Regions from separate parts of the Ovis aries genome. Here region 2 is linked to region 1. Evidence: chromatin contacts called from public Hi-C data. All regions are on one chromosome and are shown on one strand. The core of a region is the stretch at or near the end of the contact, and the rest is flanking DNA. Distances in the headings are between cores, read along the strand shown. Region 1 has its middle 50 kb from the start of RASA2. Region 2 overlaps ZBTB38 (zinc finger and BTB domain containing 38).

Region 1 (5,643 bases), core at 88-2,587:
ATTCACACAGAAAACAAAACCGTGGTTCCCAAAGGGGAAAGAAAGGGATAAATTAGGAGTACAGGATTAATAGATACAAACTACTATACATAAGGGGTTTCCAAGGTGGTGCTAGTGGTAAAAAACCTGCCTGCAGATGCAGGAGACACGAGACGCAGGTTTGATCTCCACGTCAGGAAGATCTCCTCAGGGAGGGCATGGCAACCCGCTCCAGTATTCCTGCCTGGAGAATCGCATGGACAGAGGAGCCTGGAGGGCTACAGTCAGTCCATAAGGTCACAGAGTTAGACGAGACTTAGCACGTGCACACACACTATATATAAAATAGATAAGCAACAAGGATTTATTATATAACACAGGGAATAATATTCAGTATCTTGTAATAACCTATAGTGGAAAGTAATCTAAAGAAATATAACTGAATCACTTTGCTGTATACCTGAAACTAACACAATATTGTAAATCAACTCTACTTCAATTTAAAAAACAACAACTTATTAATATTTAACATGTTCTGTAGTTTGACTGGGGTCAGCTGAAAAGGCCTCCCATGCAGTTGTAATCAGATGGTGGTAGGGTGGAGTCAGCTAAGGGCTTGACCTCACTGGGCATCAAAGGAGTCACAGCCCAGCCCAGATCCAAGAGGGTGGAGGACTGGACTCCACGTCTCGATAAGGGAGTGGCAGTCACATACAGGGAGGGAAGGAATTGATGGCAGGTGTCTTTACAGACAAGCTACTGTAAGGGATCATTCCCAGTGAGAAGACCAAGGCAAAGAGAAGTTAAATCACTTACTCAAGGTCGTACAGCTTACCAACTGTGGAGAGACAGAGTTAATCCCAGGCAGCTGAATTCCAGAGCCCGCTAGAAGAGGCAAAAAGGGCCCAAGAGCACAGCACAGCCTCTCTCGAAAAAAGCTGTGGTGGTCAAGAGCACAGAGTTATCCATGGTAGAACCAGAGAGTTCCTGGGGTTCTCTCTCAGGGATTTGGGAGAGAAGAAATTCTAAAGATACTATGAATGGAAAGAAATGAGAGTAAAAATTGGGTCAAATTTCAAGGCCCTCTTTATATTGGGGGTGAAAATACAGTCTTGTGTGGCCCAAGGCAAATGGAAGTTTTCGTACTTCTGCTTGTCTCCCTCCAATCAGGAAATGGAAATGTGTGTGTGTGTGTGTGTGTGTGTGTGTGTGTGTGTGTGTGTGTGGTGTTTTTTCCTATAAGTAGTTGAAATCTAAAAATGTTAGATATCAACTCAAAAGAATCAGACACAAAGGGAGCTTACAGCCGGGACCAGAAAGTTAGAATCAAGGTGTAGAACGGCCAATGCAGGAGGCACGAGAGACCCAGGTTCAATCCTGGGTCGGGAAGATCCCCTGGAGGAGGGAATGGCACCTCACTCCAGTATTCTTGCCTGGGAAGTCCCATGGACAGAGGAGCCTGGTGGGCTACAGTCCACGGGGTCACACAACTGAACATATACACAGAGTAGAGCAGCCTCAGGAAGGTTTCCCAAGCTCCTTCAGCGCCCCCTGCTGTACAATGTCATAGCCCTGAAAATCTGCATTGTCACTTTCTTTAGGTAGGTCCTGGCCCCTCTACGGAAGGACAAGGAAGTGACATCTCTACTTCAAAAAGCTTACTCATTTCACTGGAGCGATGGGATGTTGCCAGAGAGAAGCTGATTCATTCCCAAGTAGTCCGTCTCCCCAACTCTGACAACCTGAGAGAATGTATTGTTTAGGTCCATCCTATTAATTTTTAGCCTCTCAGTTTTACTCAGATGGAGAAGGAAATGGCAACTCACTCCAATATTCTTGCCTGGAGAATCCCATGGACGGAGAAGCCTGGCAGAAGCCTGGCAGGCTACAGTCCATGGGGTCGCAAAGAGTCAGACACAATTGAAGCAACTTCACTTTCAGTTTTACTTGGTCATAACGCTAAGTCTGAGACTTCTCTGGCCATCCAGTGGTTAAACCTCCATGATTTCAATGCAGGGTTTGATCCCTGGTTGGGGAACTAAGATCCCACACGCTGCGCAGCACAGCCAAAAATTTAAAAAAAAAAAAAAAAAAAAATGGCCAGGTCGTACACATTGACTGGGACATGCCCAGTTCCTGTATACATGTGGTGAGTGGGAAAAGCAGTGGGCCATTTCTCAGGCGTTTTCTGATATTTTTCCTCCCAAAGACCAAGGGTGAGTGTTCCGGGTCACAGTTTCTGTCATCTCTCATCACAGTGGGAACCAGCACAGCTCCTCCTCTGCTATTGCTCAGGCTGATATGATAACATTCCAGCCACTGGAAAGTGCTCACCACCCACTCAGCATTGTTCTTATACCAGGCAAGAGGCCCGCTCCCCTTGGGGCAAAGAGTCTGAAGGGCCAGCAGAGATGGGCCAGCCCAGAGTCTGAGCCATCCCCCACACCACACTCTGAACACGCAGGACCTAAGGTTCCCTGTCCCCTTCCAGGACCTGCTCAGGCCTGTTTTCTGCCAGTATCACTCCCCAGACCCCAGGGACCAGTAAGGGGCAGCTGTTTGCAGGGCATGTGGACAGAGTTGGGATGTAGTTTCAGGGTCCACGTGAGGTCCCCAGCCTTGTGGTAAGGAGCAGAACTGAGGGTAGGAAGCAATGGGAGGAAGACCAGGGCCCAGTCCTTCTTGTGCTGTCTTTTTCCAGCCTGAAGCAATAAAGAAACAGGAACTGCAAATTCAAACCCGACCTTTCAGGTTGTTAGCAGAGTGTGTTTGCCAAGGGAAGAGAATAGAGCGTATTTAATTAAGTGCTTGTTAGGCTGATTTATAACTTTTAAGTATTTTGATATATAGACCTCCATCTATGTTATTACCCTCAACCTTGCAACTATTTGGGGAGGGGGAGGTGTAGCTGTCACTGTTCCTTAAAATGCCTGCCTTTCCATCACAATGTCTGTGTACAAGCTGTGGGATGTATTAAAATGTCCATACCCACCTTTACCCCACCCTTATCCACAGGCATAATCATTTCTCAATATATCTAGGTCAAGGGCCCCTTTACTGCAGCAACGTGGATGGACCTAGAGATTGTCATACTGAGTGAAGTAAGTCAGACACAGAAAGAGAAACATCATATAGTATCACTTATATGTATATATATTTAAATATATTCATGTATTTAAATATTTAAATATATCTTACATACTAAATATAAAATGTACAAATGAACTTATTAACAGAACAGAAATAGAGTTGTGGATGTTGGAAACAAACGTATGGTTACCAGCGGATAAGGCGAAGGAGGGATACATTGGGAGATTGGGACTGAAATTATACACATTACTCTGTATAAAATAGATAACTAGTAAGAACCTGCTGTATAGCACTGGGAGCTCACTCAGTACTCTGTAATGGCCTACATAAGGAAAGAATCTAAAATCGAGTGGCTATATGTACACATATAAACTAATTTACTTTGCTGTATGTCTGAAGCTAACACATTATAAATCAGCCATACTCCAATAAAATTTTTAAATAATAATAAATAACTAAAAGCCCCTTTAAAAGGGTCTTGTTTATAGCACTGGAGGAGACAACCCCTCACACCTCTGTTGGCCCTCCCCTTGGCCCCACGCAGCAATCTGAGATCATCATTTTATATTCCAACCCTGCTATCAGACAACCAGCCCCTCCAGGCTGAGCCCAGAACTGGCTTATTTAGCTCCATGTAGACAGCATCAGCGGAGAAGGCAATGGCACCCCACTCCAGTATTCTTGTCAGGAAAATCCCATGGATGGAGGAGCCTGGTAGGCTCCAGTCCATGGGGTCGCTAAGAGTCAGGCACAACTGAGCAACTTCACTTTCACTTTTCACTTTCATGCATTGGAGAGGAAATGGCAACCCACTCCAATATTCTTGCCTGGAGAATCCCAGGGACAGAGGAGCCTAGTGGGCTGCCGTCTATGGGGTCGCACAGAGTCGGACACGACTGAAGCAACTTAGCAGCAGCAGACAGCATCAGAACAGTGCTTTCAAACACGCGTCACCTATTAAGAGCTCCATTCTAGGATGACCAGCCATCCCTGGTACATCCAGGAAGGATGGTTTTCCCAAGATGCAGGTCTTGCAGTGCTAAACCAAGATAGGCTTGAGAAGACCAGGATGATGGGTCACCTTCATGGGGGAGAAGTCCAGAAAGAAACAGGACATCAGCAGCCAGGACACATGAACAACGAAGTGGCCAATGTCCACGTGAAACAACTAACAGGACTGTTGACTTTCCACCACCCACGCCTGAGCCATGAGGAAATTTCCAGAGCACACAGACATCTAGCCAGGCTGCGCAAGTCTGGGCTAGCAGAATGGAGGGGTAACTATGGTTAAAGATGCCCTCATCTTTATTCTTTGGAAGAACCTGGAGAGAAAATCCTATTTTTCACCAGTTAATAATTATTCATTTAATTTAAACAATTAAAGGATTTTTAATAGCGGCAACTCCTACTAAAATCCTTTAATTATTTCACAAGGACCCCCTTGAGTCTCTGGTTTCTCTGAAGGACCTTCTGGGGAAACCAGCTCATCATGCAGCTTCCAGATGCCCTCACAAGGCATTTCATAGAGTCCACTCCAAGGAGCCGTGATAGTCTGACTGAGTCTTCCCAGCCCTCTCCCCACTCCCAACCCCCATCCCGCATCTGTCCTTCAAGTGTGGTGGATGGGCTTTCCTGCTGAGTTCTTTTCTGTTTTTAGGGTTAAAGCATCTGAATTTCCTTTTGAAACCACCCCTTAATCCCTCATTCCTCAGTCCTGCCTTCAGACCATGGGAGTGGGATAGGGTAGGAGTGGGGGGCAGGGCCTGGATGGGTGGGAAACACAAGATTTGGTTTCTAGCACACTGTATTTCTGGACTTGCCAGGTGGTACTGGTGGTAAAGAACCTGCCTGCCAATGCAGGAGATGAAAGAGATGTGCACTCGATCACTGGGTCAGGAAGATCCCCTGGAGAAGAGCATAGCAACCCACTCCAGTATTCTTGCCTGGAGAAGCCCATGGACAGAGGAGCCTGGCAGGCTACAGTAGTCTATAGGGTCTCAAAGAGTTGGACATGACTGAGCAACTTGGCACACACACACACTGTATTTCTACATCTTAACATAAGAACAAGAAAACTGAGTCAACTGCCATATCCAGTTGTCAGTTGGGTCTTCTCAATTGCCATAGACAGAATACTTGGCTTTAAGCGAAACTGGATCCAAGGGCCCAAGCTAAATGACATTCTTTCGCTTCCACTCCTCTCTTTCCTCTGTCTCACCCTTTTCTCTCTGCTCTGCTTTCCCCTGGCTTTAGTCTCAGCGTGGTTCTCTGTGATTAATGGCAAAGATGTCCATGCTGAATGGAATAAGGTTTTCCTCCCCTCAAAAAAGTCTTCAAAAAGAGCAAAGGCACTGAGGGGAGAGGGAAGGGGCAGGGGTCGTTTTGAGTACCAGCAAGTTGATATCCATCGGAGCTCCAGGAACTGCCAGCAATCTGGGTTCTTATGTTCTGTGCGGATTCTCATCAATCAGAGAGGTGACAGCTTTGGACTTGGACCTTTTGCATCTATTAAACGATGAAAACAATACCTTCTTTTCAGGTTCTTCTGAGGAATAGAGATGAAAGCATATGGCA
Region 2 (5,495 bases), core at 2,085-4,584, 99 kb before region 1:
TATTTCATCTCATATATTGCTGGTAGGAGTATGACTTGCTTCAGGTTTTTAAAAAACCATCTGTAAATATCTATTAAACTTAAAAATACACACAAAACACTTGAGTCAACAATCTCATTTGGACAATCTATTCCACAGGAGTAAAAATATGACAGTATAAATGGAAGGATATTTATTGCGGCATTGCTCTAGTGGCAAAACAAACAAAAATACCTGGGGCAAAGCTCTGTCTACCAGAATGATTGAGCAATATATGATTGGCCATACCAAGAATGAGTTAGATCGAAGTGAAGTGAAGTGAAGTCACTCAGTCGTGTCCGACTCTTTGCGATCCCATGGACTATAGCCCACCAGGCTCCTCCGTCCATGGGATTCTCCAGGCAAGAGTACTGGAGTGGATTGCCATTTCCTCCTCCAGGGTAAGATTACTCTTTCCCAAACTTGAATCCACCTTATACCATTAAAACATTCCTTTTAAAAATATATTTATTTGTTTGTTTGGCTGCGTGGGGGCTTAGTTGTGGCACTCTCATTGCATCACGCTGATCTTTCCTTGCAGTTCACAGACTTGGTGGCCATGCACGGGCTTAGTTCCTCCATGGTATGTGGGATTTTAGTTCCCCTGCCAGGGACTGAACCCAAGTCCTCGGCATTGCAAGGTGGATTCCAGTGGACCACCAGAGAAGTCCCTCATTAAAACAATCTTATTTGAGTTGGCTTCAGAGTTCTCCAGAAAAATAGAACTAACAGGAGATATATTATCTCATATATATATATATATATATATATATATATATATATAGACACACACACATTTATGGGTATATATATACATAGATACACACACATATATGTACACATATATAGACAGAGAGACAGAAACAGACAGAGAGAGACAGAGAGCATTTATTATAAGGAATTGGTCACGTAATTATAGGGGCCGAGAAGTCCCCTATACCGTCTGCAAGGTGTAGCCCCAGGAAAGCATAGTCCTGAGAACCAGGAGAGCCCCTGATGTACATTTCAGTCCAAGGGCAGGAGAATATTGATGGCCCAGCTCAAGCAAGCAGATGGAGAGAGGCCAGATTCTCCCTGTCTCCACCTTTACATAGGTAGTCACGCCCTCAACTGATTGTCTGATACTCAATCACACCGCACAGGAACCACACCAGGGAAATCCATCTACCAACTGAAATGTTAATCTCGTATAAAAACATACTCACAGACACACTCAGAAATATTGTTTAGCCAGATATCTGGGCACCTGTGATCCAGTCAAGTTGGCACATAAAATTGACCAGTACATTTTGGAATTTGCTAGGAAATAGATGTTCAGGCTGGTTTTAGAAAAGGCAGAGAAACCAGAGATCAAATTGCCAACATCTGCTGGATCATCGAAAAAGCAAGAGAGTTCCAGAAAAACATCCATTTCTGCTTTATTGACTATGCCAAAGCCTTTAACTGTGTGGGTCACAATAACCTGTGGAAAATTCTGAAAGAGATGGGAATACAGACCACCTGACCTGCCTCTTGAGAAACCTATATGCAGGTCAGGAAGCAACAGTTAGAACTGGACATGGAACAACAGACTGGTTCCAAATAGGAAAAGGTGTACATCAAGGCTGTATATTGTCACCCAGTATTACCTGCTATAACTAGCAAGTATCTGTAATAATTAATGTAACAACAAAGGATGTTATTTATCTAGTTAGATAGCATGTTACAGAAGATCCCAATCCTGAGCCAAACTCTCTAAGAGTGAACTTGCTACCATCAGAGAGATATTAAGGCCCTACCATGTGAGGCAGTGTCATTTTTGTTGTTGTTGTTCAGTAGCCCATTAGAATCCCCAACTCTTTGTGACTCCACGGACTGCAGCATGCCAGGCCTCCCTGTCCCTTACCTTCATCTCTTGAAGTTTGCCCAAGTTCATGTCCATTGCATCAGTGATGCCATCCAACCATCTCATCCTCTGTTACAGGCCATCTAAATTTCTTGAATGGGATTTCTGATAGCCCAGTTGGTAAAGAATCAGCCTTCAATGTAGGAGATCCTGGTTAAATTCCTGGGTCGGGAAGCCCCGTTGGAGAAGGGGTTGCAAAGAGTCAGACACAACTGAGCAATTTCCACTTTACTTTACTTCAAGTTTCTTGGAGTCCATAGTACTCAGCATCCCCAACTTCCGGAAACAAACAGGAGATTATTCTAATACATATAATATGACACATATAATAATATATTATAAACAGATTATTTCCACTTATTTATTTTTGTGGTGTGCCACGTGGCATACAGCACTTTAGTTCCCCAACCAGGGATTGAACCTGTGCCCCCTGCAGTGGAAGAGAGGAGTCTTAACCATTGGATGACCAGGGAAGTCTCCAAGAGATCCTTATTTTTGATCTGAAGAGAGATTCAGAATTTACTAAATTACAAAAGCAAGTTGTGAAGCAAACCAGCTTTTGTATATGACAAGCAAATTTAAAAGAATCCTCTGTATGTGGATTGAGGCTTGTCTTGATGAGCACACGGAGAAGTGGATGAATATTAAGTATTACCATAGGACATTGCCATTTTTGTAAGTCAGAAGTGATCTGAAGTTGGCATTTTAATATAGCTCCTCCTAATAAACCACCAAGGATGTTAACATTGATTATGTGAAAGTCTTTTATTACTTTGCTTTTAATTATAAGCATGTATTGCTCTTATATTTTTCTCTATTTTAATTTTTAAAAATACCTTAAAAGAAATGAAAGAGAGCAATTAGCCTGAGCGGCTGAAAACTGTGAATAAGCTGCAAGTCTTTGTTTATGTGTCGATTATATCTTAATAAAGCGGGGGTGGGGGACCCTTCTTGGGAGGGTCACATCATATCTCTGATCCACCTCAGCACTATTGACATTTGGGACTGGATAATTCTTTGTTGGGGGAGGTGGGGAGCTGTCCTGTGTATTGGAGGATTTTTAGCAACATCCCTGGCTTCTACATATCCATGACAGTAGCACCCCACTAACCCCAAACAAAAGACAGCCAAAAACGTCTACAGACCCTGCCTAATGTTTCCTGGGAGCAGAATCACCCCAGTTGAGAACCACTGCTCTAGTCTTCAATTTCTCATCACTGAAGGGAGACCTTGAAATAAGTGCTATCCACGCTCCCACTAAGCACTGTTGCTGCTGCTGCTGCTGCTGCCAAGTCGCTTCAGTCGTGTCCGACTCTGTGCGACCCCATAGACGGCAGCCCACCATTCTCTAATCACAACAAAGTGGAATCTCTTGTGTGCTTTCCAGAAGCTGTTTTCTCCAGCGCCACTAGAGGGAGCACTCTGCAACACAAAGGACAAAGAACACACAGGAAAACTTGTTTTCCTGGTGGACTTTGCTGTCTCCCTTCCCAACGCCCCAGTCTTTAATAAATAGCCTTTGATGTCGAGAGTGATAACCCTTAACCACGAGGCATGAAGAGCTATTTGTCTTGTGATTTGTGCCATAAAAGTCGTGTTGTTAGATATGGTGGAAGAGTGCAAAATGTTCTTTGCTTTTTCCACGTTGTTTGTAAGACAGTTAGATGAATCACATTACTAAAAAGAAATGTGTCTCCGTGAGGAGAGTCTATGGCACAAGGAAACCAAGAGGTGAAACATCTAGTTCTCTTCCTGGTCCTGCCACTTTCAGGCTGTGTGATGTTGGCCAAGTCTCTTAGCTTTTCTGGTTATATGTAAGAAAGCTGAGGAGATAGGCTGAGAAGTTGTTTGCTTAAGGTTCCATGCTAAGGTCAAGTATGGATTGGATCTGACCTGCCAACTTCATGGGATAGTTGTGAGAATCAAATGAGATCGAGTAAGTGAAAGAGTTTTGAAAATAGAAACCCCATGCAAGCTCAGGGTGTGGATTTGCCCATACTGCGGGGAGTGGGGAGTGAGAAGAGGTGATGGCTAAGAGGTAGCCTGCTGGGGAGGTGGTTGCAGGGAGGGAGCCAGGTGAGGGCAGGTCCACACAGGTTACTGAAGATATTCCTCCACCAAAGTGTTATAAATTACAGGGAAAGGCTTCAACGTCCCCAAATCCTTTACTGCTGATGGAACAAGAGGTTTCAATCCCCATCAAAATGGACAGGCTACTTGGAAGGGTGTTACTTTATGCTCTTAGGAGATAATAAATACCTTCATGAAAGTGAAAGATCTTACTCCAATACTGTTTTAAACTTTAAAAAAACCCTGAACCACAATAAGAAATACATTTCACAGAGTGACTGAATTCACACACATTATAAAACTGAAACAAAATTCTGACATGTGATACACCTGGAAATTTTCTGTCTTCTTTTATCCTGTCACTTGAAACCAACGCTAGTTGTGACACAGTAGATAATGCATCCTGACTTTCAGTTTTAGAAATATTGTACCAGAAGTTTTCATGGGAGGAGGGGAGGAAACATAGGGCCCTGGTGCTAGGGGAGGGAGGAAACAGAGATATGACTCCCAAACATGACTCAGGGAGCCTCAGACGTGAACGTTATGCATTTTCCTAGGGGCTGATTCTTTGAGGAGGGAGAAAAAAATGAGCAACAATTTCAAATTCACCTCCATGAGTGAGGATAGGCCGCTGGTCCATAGAGTCCAGGCTGGATTCTCAGAGGTCCTGATTGAAATCCTGTACCATCATCACAAAGTATGAATGGGCATGATGTAACCTCCACCACAACAAAAAGTAAAAGCTCTACATGTATTGAGCCCTTCTTATACATTAGACATTACACCAAGCACTTCATATGAATGATGGGACATAAATTAAGTTTAGTGCTCACTGATTTTCCTTTCTTCCCACTCACTAAAAAGAGTTCTGGCTTTGCCTGTCCAGTCTCTTTTCCGGCCCCATCAGGAGAACTGGACAGAAGTAGACGGACTGGAGGACTGTTGGTCGGGGCTGTAAAAAACCTTAGTATGGAGCTTGGGAGAAAGAAGGAGAGGCTGAAGCTGTGGGGTGTAAGGGACTTGGATACAAGAAGAAAAAGGATATTAAGAAGAGTTTCAGGGGGATCTGTATGCTGTTAGAGAAATGCAACTATTGAATATAAATTAATCTGGATTTCTTTGTGGTAACTAGGCTGGATATCTCAGACTCTAACATCATCCTGAGACTGGCCCAGGTAGGTCATGGCTTCAGTGGGGTTGCATAAGCATTATCTCTTTTAATCTTTGTTACAGACACGAGGTTTTGGTTTTTTTTTTTAATTAGAAAAGGAGGCTGATATAGGCTAAGTAAACTTAAAGGCATGCAGCTAATAAATTTGGACAAATACTCCCCAAATTGATCTACAGGTGGAATACAATCTCCATCAAAATCCCAGCTGGATATTTTGCAGAAATTGAGAAGATAATCCTGAAAATCTTATGGAAATGCCAAAGATTCAGAATAGCCAAAATCATCGTGAAAAAGAACAAAGTTGTAGACTCACACTTACTAATTTCCAAATTTTTATGAAGCTACAGTAAA

Evidence for each region. Hi-C and Micro-C count contacts between places; a contact is called where the count stands out from the background.
Region 2: a Hi-C map of liver shows a contact between it and region 1, with 7 times the contacts expected there. The contact joins two enhancer-like sites. A contact is called at or near these places in 11 of 16 Hi-C or Micro-C datasets (blood, hypothalamus, liver and 6 more).

The regions. Positions count from the first base shown.
Region 1 is chr1:248,110,520-248,116,162 of ARS-UI_Ramb_v3.0, reverse strand. No RefSeq gene overlaps it. Among named protein-coding and RNA genes, the nearest start is that of RASA2, 50 kb to the right of the region's middle. Within about 2 kb of position 1,337, at least 15 of the 54 cell types and tissues checked have an H3K27ac peak or open chromatin away from gene starts, as enhancers often do. A contact at or near this core is called in hypothalamus and liver, where this site is marked.
Region 2 is chr1:248,211,515-248,217,009 of ARS-UI_Ramb_v3.0, reverse strand. All of the region lies in intron 1 of ZBTB38 (zinc finger and BTB domain containing 38), which reads left to right. Among named protein-coding and RNA genes, the nearest start is that of ZBTB38, 45 kb to the left of the region's middle. Within about 2 kb of position 3,334, at least 12 of the 54 cell types and tissues checked have an H3K27ac peak or open chromatin away from gene starts, as enhancers often do. A contact at or near this core is called in hypothalamus and liver, where this site is marked.